Regions from separate parts of the Mus musculus genome. Here region 1 is linked to region 2. Evidence: chromatin contacts called from public promoter capture Hi-C data. All regions are on one chromosome and are shown on one strand. The core of a region is the stretch at or near the end of the contact, and the rest is flanking DNA. Distances in the headings are between cores, read along the strand shown.

Region 1 (5,551 bases), core at 2,650-5,149, 330 kb after region 2:
CAATAGTGTTCTAGAGATGGACTTTGGTGAGGAACACAAACATTTGAAGCCCTTGGTTCAATTCTCAGTACCCATGGAAAAAGGGAAAAAGCAATACTTTGACTCCCATGGAGGTGGGATATAATAGATCATCTACTATGTAAGGAAAAATGGAAATCAAATTTTCAGGAGAGCTAAAAATCCCTCTGTGAAGAGTGATGTTTCCCCAGTATAAATATGTCAGAAGAAAGCAACTGGGAAGGAAGTACGAATGGAAAGAAGAATAGACATAGGGGTCACATAATAAATATGCCAACATGGAACAAATCTAATGAGTAAGAGGGACAGGCAATATGTACAAGCACTGGAGAGCAAGGACTTGAAGCCACTGGCTTCAGGTCAGACCCCAATACCTCTTCTACGTGCTCTTCTGACCTTTGACAAGTTGCTTAGTCTCTGCACCCAGCCATTACTCAGTTTTCTCTCCTGTACGGTCATGATCATGTTGGTATATTCTAGTCTGAGGATTTGCAGGTTAAAAGGAATGAGTGCTTCTGAAAAATTAAAGCAGTGACAGGCAGAGCATTACGTTTAGGGGATGTCATTCCTTATTAGCCATGTGATATTTGTAGAGTCTGCAGTTGGGTGGAATTGTCATTTTATACCCCATGCCGACCCCCTTTTCCATGATGTGTACCCATACTCTGTGTGTCCACAATGGAACCTCCCATTGGGTCACAAAGAGGACTCATTCTCAATGGATCTAACAGCTTCTGGCCTCCTAGCTGTAACAGGTTCTGACCATACCACGGTCTTTTCTTCCCCCAAAACAAAACAAAACAAAACAAGCAAACAAACCAAACCTGTGGAACCCTGACACCATAAGAACAGAAAGTCAATTAAACTCAGAATGCAAATGGTTAACAACCAGACTCCCCAGACCCCCCTTTTTCTGGAACCTTAGTTCTATTTCCCCAAAACAACCACCACCTTGCATACCATTATGAGAGCTAAGTGAGACAAACAAAGATGGCTGGCCCAGTGACTGACACATAATAGCAAGCTTTTAAATAGTCCTTTAAAAGTTAAGATTAGCCTCAGTAAGCACTGCTAGATGACTAATGACTTAAAATAAAAAATCAAAGTAGGAGTTGGGGAATTAGCTCTCTCAGTATTCCACTGTTGCCTTTACCAAATCCTCTGATTCATTCCTGCCGTCCATGTTTGCTTTTTATGAGGTAGATAGGTCAGGAAAGCATGGCTCTCATATCGGAGTACGGTGCGGATTATAGTACTCACTATTAATAGCTAGCTTCAAATATGTAAGAAAATTGACTCCTGGTCCATTTCAAGAGGCTCAGACTCCAGAAAGCTGAATCTTAATTTATTTCTGCGTGTCAGGAGGAGATCACCTCCATGGTAGTCATTAAAATCATTTAAGTTCTCATGACAGAAGGGGGCTTTCCAGATGTACTCCTGTGTCATTAAATAAGCACCTATGTGGTGTCACCAGAGGTAAAAAGACTTAAAGGCACTATGAAAAGAAAGAAGAGCAAAGGCACCCGCATAAAAATTAATCATATCAAGCCTGTTAGTTAGGTACAGATCCACAACCTTCACCATCCCTGGTGACTATACCACGAAGGGAATGAGGGAGTCATTTGCAGAGGCCAATGGTGTGCGGAGTACCAGGCTCGAAACAAAGCTTCCTTGGAGCTCCGCCTGTGATGCTGCACTGTGCTCACGGCAGGACAGCTAATTTCTCACACCAATCAATCAATCCATTGCCAGAAACGCTGAGGAGGGGAATGCAAATCCCTCCTGCACACTCTCTTGTCTTTCCCAGATCCTAAAGCTTGACACTGAAAATGATTTGCAAGCTCAGGCCATCTCCGGGATGCTGGGAGTTTCCTCTCCTGTCACCCTTTGTTCCTTCAATCCTAGAGGGATCCTCCAATCAGACAGGAAATGTGTGGCAGCCCATCTGTGTCTTGTTGCAGGAAGAACAAGTGTTGCTGAGTCTCCTGAGCTTGAACTCACACATTCCATCTCCTAAGAAAGTTTTTTAAATAGTCCTGAGTAATTCAGTCCTTTGTTCTCTAGACCAGTTTAGGGCACAGTCTTCAGGGATGCATTGGCTATAAACTGCTGAGTTGCATACAGTGGGCCCTAAATCACACATCTTTCGGGGAGGGAGCATGGTATGAATATTTCTTCAGCACAACTTTTGGGATGATAGTCTCTGTTTTTAGCTCATAGCATTAGTTCTGATATGAATTATGACAATCTATTTAATGGTCATATACTAGCCAATAGCGTGAACATGATCTAATCACATTGACACTAAGGGACTTAGAACTTTTCCTTTCAAACATAAAATACCAGCAAAATATTTTTAAAATAATAAGTCAAAAATCTATGCATATCTCTATGTCAAGCCGGGCATTCCCTGAGTAAACTCAGATGGTGAAAAGTATCTAAATGAACTAGTAATCATTCATTCACTTTCATCGTTAATAATTCATTTGCGTTCTTGTTGAGATGGGACTTAACAACAAGAAAGTCGGAGGTGCTGAAAGAGAAGAGCTGTGGGTTCAAACTGACAGCAAGAAGCCTGAAGGAACGCAGATATGCCTCTGGCCAGCATGGCAATGTTGTTCATAAGCTCAGCATAAGATCACTGGCTTCCCATCCCAACCCTAGGCAGTCTGTGAGCTAGAGTTTGCTGAGCTAACAGGGTCTTGCGTTTAGATCCTGCTTGTGACCTGAGCCAGGTACATTTCTACCACTGATCAACAGCACAGGTCACAGTAAAGAGCAGCCTTGAAGGGACCCATGACACCTCCCACAGCTCTGAGAGTGGGATGGTGTGATGAGCTGTAGCTTGGTAATGAAGACTATCCTGGAGGTAAGGCATTGAAAATGTGACCTCCACTTCATATATGTGGGTTTTCAAGTAGAAGTCAAAGATCTCCTCTCCACAGCATAACGCCAAGTGAAAAATTAAACAGGCTATCAGTACCAGCCTGGTCTGTTTGACCAGGGGAGTCTTTGATTATGGTGTAGATGTTTTCTTGACTCCTACATTCAAGAGCAAAACAGCCTCCATGCTCCTGTGGATTAATGTTTTTGGATACATGTCTGTGGTATGAAAAGCTTTAGCACATCAAACACTGATACAGGAGCATTTACCCTGCAGCAATGATATAATCAACAGAATAAACTCACAGGTTATTATGATTCAGATCAACAAGATAAAGTCCTTTATTTTCCAAATAAAGATATAACATTACTCTGCCGGAGCAAAACTAACTAAAAAGTCATCATCAGGAAAGAGCTTAGAACCCGCCCAAATAATTTCTCCTGAACCATCTCTCTGTCTGAGCCTCCCTCCCTCTCCTTTGTTTATCTTCCATTGTCTACAGTCGCCAGCAAGTAAACATCAATGCCTAAGCAGGAACAAAAGGAAACAGAAACATATATTTATGTAAACTTGTATTGATTCAACTAGGAAGGAACTCAGCAGCTTTCGACTTCCGAGTCACAAATCATTATGATCAGAAATGCCGATGTGCCAGGAATACATGAGAGCTTTCCCCCACCATCACCGTGAGGGCCCGTTGTGTAGCTGTAGTTAAGCTGGGAAACATTAAAAATAGTTTTCAGCCTCCACTTCTCCTGTGTTATTTTGGGGAACGGAGGACACAATGGTTGAGTCCTGGCTCATGCATTCCGCTCCACGTTCAGTCACATTTGGAAAAATCCAAGGGAGGCCACATCACCTTTCCAAACATGAGAAAACTCTGTTCTTCCCCAAGATGACCCGAAATGTTCTAATTATTGGTTATTCCCTCTGGTCGGTGATGCAGCCAACAAGCGCGTAGAGTTCAGTGAACCCACAAGCGCACAGCTGTTATCTTTGACTTGTGGCCAAAACAAAAATTGGAACAGAATTTACCCAGACAAGTGTAAAGGCTTCTGTTTAAAGCAGCTATTTTCTAAGCCAGATAAACAGCTTTGAAATGGAGAAGAAATGAATCCTTTTCAAAAATGCCTGAATCAAAGCGAGGTCAGCGTGCTGAAGACAAGATGTTAACGTAGATTGGCCACATGGATGCGCAGGCTCCCAAAGCCTCCACTTCCCTGGACTTCTTTGGTCAACAAGTTTTGTGTTTCAAAACCAACTTTCATCATTTGGCTATGTTTATTAGTTCCTTCAAGGGATACAACACAAACGGTCAACAAACTGCTCTGGGGGAAGCTCCTGCTAGCCAGCCACTGCATGGACCAGTGGCCTATTTTGGCCAATGGCATCAGAGTCTTCTGTGTGGAAATCCAGAAGAGGAAAGAAAACAAAGCAGGTTCCCTTTGAGTCAGTGTTTCTGGCCTTGGAATTTCTTCGAAGAGACATTAGCAAGTGCCTCATTTTTTATAAGTGGCAGAGGGCCTGGTAAGCAATGGCTGGTGGGAGAAACAGGAGGAAATCGCCCTCCTGTTCCTTACACAAACACTGTGTTCCTGTGTTAATCTGGCAATCCATCTTGCGATCACCAAACAGCACCGAGCGAGGAAGCAATTCACACTGCAATAGTGCTCCTCCGAGCTTTTCATAGCTTGATGCCTATTGCAGCTGCTTATATTGTACCAGCAGGTGGGTATAAAATAGCAGATTCCAGAGCCTACGGAAGCCGTGTCCCAGGGTAGAAGAGGAGATGATTTTTTTTCCAGTAGAGTGAATATGCATATCAATGTACCTGAATGGAGAGCTGGGTCCTGGTGAGCTGTCATCGGCAGCAAATCCATCTGCACTTCCATCTCAAGTGGTCTATTTCTGCGATAACAAGGCTTCTGCAGCAAAGGGTTGAAAAGCCTGCTTTTCTCAATTCCTGCGGGGCCGGCAGACCACATCTACAGTGCAGACAGCCTTGAGCCCAACAACTTCCCTTCATTTCCAAATTCTCCCTGCACTCTTCATTTGCAGCAGTCATAAAAAATAAAAATAAAAATAAAATAGAATCTCATCAGTTTTGAAGTCCTGGCTTTCGTGGATAATAAGCATCAGGTAGCCAGACAAGAAAGCTCGCTACTAAATGTAGGTGGCCATTCTAAAAATCCTCCGTCATTAAGGCAGTCAGCTGCATAATTGGGGTCAACTTCATACCCAATGGGCAGGGATAGTTATCAGAAGTCCATCAAGCAAATGGATGGAATGTCTCAAACCTACAAGCATCAGGCTCTTTCCAAAATAACAAGAAGTGACAGCTGAAGTCATGCTTAACAGAATCGGTTTTAAAATGTGAAATGGGGTTTAAATGTGGCACTGCCTTCCTATGGGGTGTGAATGAGGTTCAGAATCCAGGAGCAGAGATCCCTAGTAAAGCCAAGACCCTTGCTTTGTCATCTGTTTATGAGAACTAGTTATCTCTAGATAATACTTGAAAGAATGATGACGTGTGGACAACAGACAGGAGAGCCTTAGTGAACTTCTAAAGTGGCAGAAATGTTGTTTACCTGGCCGTCTGTTTATAACAGACAAGCAAAGAAATTATGTCTGCACTCCTTTTCAGTTCCA
Region 2 (5,340 bases), core at 1,678-4,177:
TTGCAAGACCAATGGGCCTCTCTTTCCACTGATGGCCGATTAGGCCATCTTTTGATACATATGCAGCTAGAGTCAAGAGCTCCAGGGTACTGGTTAGTTCATAATGTTGTTCCAACTATAGGGTTGCAGACCCCTTTAGCTCCTTGGGTACTTTCTCTAGATCCTCCATTGGGGGCCCTGTGATCCATCTGTGAGCCTCCACCTATGTGTTTGCTAGGCCCCGGCATAGCCTCGCAAGAGACAGCTATATCAGGGTCCTTTCAGTAACATCTTGCTAGTGTGTGCAGTGCTGTCAGCGTTTGGGGGCTGATTATGGGATGGATCCCCGGATATGGCAGTCTCTAGATGGTCGATCCTTTCATCTCAGCTCCAATCTTTGTATCTGTAATTCCTTCCATGGGTGTTTTGTTCCCAATTCTAAAAAGGAGTAAAGTGTCCACACTTTCATCTCCGTTCTTCTTGAGTTTCATGTGTTTTGCAAATTGTATCTTGTATCTTGGGTATTCTAAGTTTCTGGGCTAATATCCAGTTATCAATGAGTACATATCATGTGAGTTCTTTTGTGATTGGGTTACCTCACTCAGGATGATGCCCTTCAGGCCCATCCATTTGCCTAGGAATTTCATAAATTCATTCTTTTTAATTGCTGAGTAGTACTCCATTGTGTAAATGTACCACATTTTCTGTATCCATTCCTCTGTTGAGGGGCATCTAGGTTCTTTCCAGCTTCTGGCTATTACAAATAAGGCTGCTATGAACATAGTTGAGCATGTGTCCTTCTTACGAGTGAGGTCCCATTTGTCAAGTCTTGATCTTAGAGCATAAGCCATTGGTGTTCTGTTTAGGAACATTTCCATCACTTTATTTACATTTTAAAAAGCTCTTTTGCAACACCTTTACTATGTGTAGTTTAAATAGTATACATTCAGTTATTGTAAGATCCACTGTATGATATAGGGGAGGATCCTAACATATGTGGGTGTAAATACACATTTTACAAAACACAGGAGAAATGAATTTGCTCATAATGGCCAGGTAAAGCTAAAATCAACAGTGGAAAAAAATAAAACATGCCCCATGAGATGAATTTATCAAAACCTGGAGGATGATGGAATCCTGAACAACAAGCAGCCTAGTTTTACAAAAGAGCAAGTCATCTCCGACACAATCAATAGCTCTTTTCAGCAGACTGACAAAATTAAAGGACAGAGGGAATCTGGAAATGCTGCCTATTTGCACTCTCACAATGTGTTTAACGCGCACCCAGCACATTTTCAATTCAACTGTAGATAAAACTGATTCAACCATGAATGCTTTCTAAAAGGATCTGACAAAAAAAAAAAAAGAAAAAAAAAGAAGGTAAAATGTCATCGATAATGACAATGCAGGCTGTTGTGGGATGCTGGAGTTAATAAAGATGATTCTCTGCAGATCCAAACTGATCAAACGGGGAAAGGATATCGGAATTGTATTCATGCTTGTTGAATAGCACATTTCATAGAGCACAATTAGGTAGATTCAAAAACCACAATGGATACAGAAAAGACAAGGATGTTAGGTGCGCCCTCTGTGATGACTCTTGAGATCTGGACAGAAAGAAAAAAAAATGCAGACTTTAGGAAAGTGAATCCCTCAGGACAGAGAACTGACTTGAGCTGTGTTCTTACTTGGCTTTCTTTAAGGGCGTTCATCCACAATTTGAAGTGTCAGGTTTTTTTTTTTACCCTGATCCTGACTTTAACACTTCATATGATGTGATAGGAACCCTCTCACATCCACTGAATGTCTTGGATCTTGAGTCAGAGCTTGACTGACAGGTCTATTGATGCTTTATCATCTCTGACACTCCTGATCTTAGATGCAAACATAACTTCAGCTTTGGTCTACAGGGTTTCCTTTGACCTACGCTGTGGTCAGAGATAGAGATCAAGATGAGTGAATCACTAAATGCAAAGAAATGACAGGAATAATATATCGTGTGTAGAACATTCAGGCAATGAGAGGAAGAAGTTGTGAAGGGGGATTGGAGAAACTTTGGAAGGGGTGATATTTAGTTTGGTCTCTAAAGGCAAGATAAGGAAGACTGTAGATGCAGATGTATCTCACATGGAGAGGCAGCAAGCAACCAAATCTCTCCTCACAGATATGAGAAAAATGACTTGTGCAGTCTAGCACAGAACACTGCTTGCAAGAATAGATGGAATAAATCCTATGTTAATATACAAACTCCATGCTGTACATTCTACAAAGGTAAGGATTGTTATCATGTGATGCTTGGTTTTAAATTGAAGTGAATAACAATACCTTCTAAAGTAAAAGCTAGACAAGCCTTTAACCCAATAATCATGCACAGTATCGTTAAATCTCTGGGCTTCACCCACTTCTCTAAAGACCTCTTACTCATGAGTCAGGTAGGGAGATGCCGCATCTGTGGAACAGAGCTAGCGTGAGTTTTGTTATGGGTACATGTACTTGCAGACACAGCATGACTCACATGTGTGGGATATGAAGCCTCCTACAGATCAGCATGGATTCACAGGCAGCAGCTGCTACTGTCCTCCTCTGCAGTTTGTTCCCTGAAAAGGGTGGCGTGTTCCCACCATCACAGAAGTTCGCAATCACCAAACTCCTTTGCTCTACATTGTGACCACGTAGTAAATCATCGTGTTTCCTAGTCTCGGCTTTCTATGTCTTTGCATCGTCGTGCCAACAAATCTATCCCTTCACTTGGACTTTATCCACGGTTCCTTACCTAGTGCCTTGTATCAGCCTTCCAGCTCTCTCGTCTCTGGTCCACCCTCTGTACTGAGGTGGGATAGAAAAAGGCTGCTTTGTCCTACTGTGCTTTGATTCAAAATTCATAAATAGCTCACAGTGCCAACATCAGTGACTCTCTTGCTTTATCGTTATGAAAGTCACACTTGATATTTGTCTGAAAGACGGGTTTCAGAAAATGCTTCTTCCCCTCTGATTCAGAGGCAGTACAATCCAGGAATCTTCTGTTTTTTAACAAATGAAAATTTGGCATTGATTTTATTATGGGGCTTTTAGAGGGCAGCCTTACAGCAGAGTTTGGCACTTCATACATTCATGACTAAGTTTTAAGTATCTGTCACCAAATGTCCTTTATCTGTCATATCATTATTCCAGTAAGCATGATTATCAAAATAGTGATTATAACATATAATTTGATGTACATTCAATGCATGGCTATCAATTTTTCTATTGATGTAAACATACTGGACTTTGTAAATAACATACCATATGAGATCATTTAATGATTCCCAAGGAGTTGATAACTGGTACAAATGTACCTATTAAAATAGCTCACAGATTTTTTTTTAAGTGTTAAATTCTTCATAGTCATATTTAAATGAAGCTTGATTCCTGGTCCTAGAATTTCACAGTTTACAGAAGTCTCCAAAAAGTAACTTTTTCTGCCAAGAAGGGAGGGTTTTTATCATCCTGACAAGATCTTAATCATGAGGCATAATTAATCATGTCTTTCCTGTGTACCTACTGGGGATAGGTTAGTGTCATTGGAAATTTTGAGGGTGTTTTTGTTTCCCTGAAATGGTGTCCATTCCATCACCATATAAAAGGAGACTGGTTGCCATGGAAATAGTGAAATGATTGGCTAACAGATACACATGATATGGCTGGAGAATACATGATAGTGTAGAACAGAGAGTGAATGGCACTGAGAGACTCAGCAAGCAAGTGTCATGGGAAGAATAAAGGTCATAGAAAGACCATGTTAGGCCATTAGGACTCAAAGCCAACTCTCCGCTCATCTGTTGGCATTGGAGAAGCCTGTGTACATGATGCTAAAGCAAAATAAATAGAAAGCTGTTGTTTTGTTTCTATATCCCAAATTATTACCTAATCAAAGCAAATTTAAACTTAGGAGCATTCCTTGTGACTAATTTTTAAATCAATAAATTAAAATCATATGTACTTACATATGCAAAATATTATTTTGATATATGTATATGAATGACTTAACTGAGTTAATTAAATTTCATTATATCACACTTACTTTTATATTGAGATATATAATTACTTTCTTAGAGATTTTTAAGATATAACATACTAACACGGCCTATTGCTATCATGCTGTTCAATTGACCTCTTAAGCTTATTTCTACCACACAACTGAAGTTTTGCACTTTTTAGCTGATACCTTCCTAACCAGCTCTACCCACTCCACCCTGACCATCCTACCACTCCATGGCAGACCCTGGTCATCACCTTTTTATTCTCAATTATGAGAACCAACATTTTTTTTAATTCCACCTACATATAAGATCATGTAGTGTTTCTGTCTTACACATTTCCTATTAATGCCCTCCAGGTCCATGTACATTGTGACAAGTATCATGCTTTCTTTTATTCAAGCAGAGAATTACTACACTGTGCATGTGCCAAAATCACATTTTCTATATTCACATATTCACTGACAGATGTCTAGTATTGTTTCATATCTTAGTTATATTAAATATGATACACAGGGCTTAAGAGGCACTTCAAAATGCTTTTTAAATTTCTGTTCTATGTATACCTAAGGGTGGGATATAGATCATATAGTAAATACTAGATTGATTTTTTTGAGGGAGTATTCACACTCTTTTCTGTAATAACTGTATTAGTTTACGTTGGTAATGATCATCTGCAAGTGTTTCATTTTCTCTGTGTCCTCACAAAGACATGTTCGTTTTCACCTTTTTGATAATAGTCATTCACTTTGAGGTGGTATCTCCTGTGTTTTGCATTTCCAGTCTTTTCATGAGCATAATTTTAAGAAGAAACCTGTCAATCATTTCTATGATTTTCACAGGAAACTATCTATTTGGGTATTTTGCTTATTTTTAAGCATATTATTTGTTTTCTTGTTATTGAGTTAAAATTACTTGCCTACTCTGGATATTAATGCCTTATCATGTGGAGAGCTTGAAGTTATTTTCCTCTACTCCCTGGGTTGTCTCTTCACTTACTCACTTTCTTGCTTTGATAAATTTTGGCCTGTGCTTTTGCCAATTGCAGACAGCGGCTGTAGGCTTAGATTTAAAACCCACTTTTATAAGTATACTTAAATACTTTAACCTCCCTTCTAGCCCATTACCCACAAGAGGTAGTAGAAAGAAAAGGTTAGGAGGGCAAAGGAAGATGTGGATCTCTTTAGATATAGTTCTTTGGGGAGAATCCAATCTGTGTGGTCAGGATAACAGCAGTTCAGTTTACATGACCAGCAGCGGTAGCTTGATCCCCTCACAAACACCATTCACGTAAAGGCAGTTTGATCCAGAAGGAATCCCGAAGCTCTGCCAATCAGCATGAGCC

The links. Promoter capture Hi-C pulls out the DNA fragments that hold promoters and counts their contacts.
Region 1: a promoter capture Hi-C map of hippocampal neurons shows a contact between it and region 2, with 7 times the contacts expected there. The contact joins two enhancer-like sites. A contact is called at or near these places in 1 of 39 promoter capture datasets (hippocampal neurons) and 2 of 484 Hi-C or Micro-C datasets (cerebral cortex and ventral hippocampal neurons).

What each region holds. Positions count from the first base shown.
Region 1 is chr14:86,485,817-86,491,367 of GRCm38.p6, forward strand. No RefSeq gene overlaps it. Among named protein-coding and RNA genes, the nearest start is that of Gm32969, 37 kb to the right of the region's middle. Within about 2 kb of position 3,900, at least 33 of the 459 cell types and tissues checked have an H3K27ac peak or open chromatin away from gene starts, as enhancers often do. A contact at or near this core is called in hippocampal neurons and ventral hippocampal neurons, where this site is marked.
Region 2 is chr14:86,156,779-86,162,118 of GRCm38.p6, forward strand. No RefSeq gene overlaps it. Among named protein-coding and RNA genes, the nearest start is that of Gm32729, 13 kb to the right of the region's middle. Within about 2 kb of position 2,928, at least 16 of the 459 cell types and tissues checked have an H3K27ac peak or open chromatin away from gene starts, as enhancers often do. A contact at or near this core is called in hippocampal neurons and ventral hippocampal neurons, where this site is marked.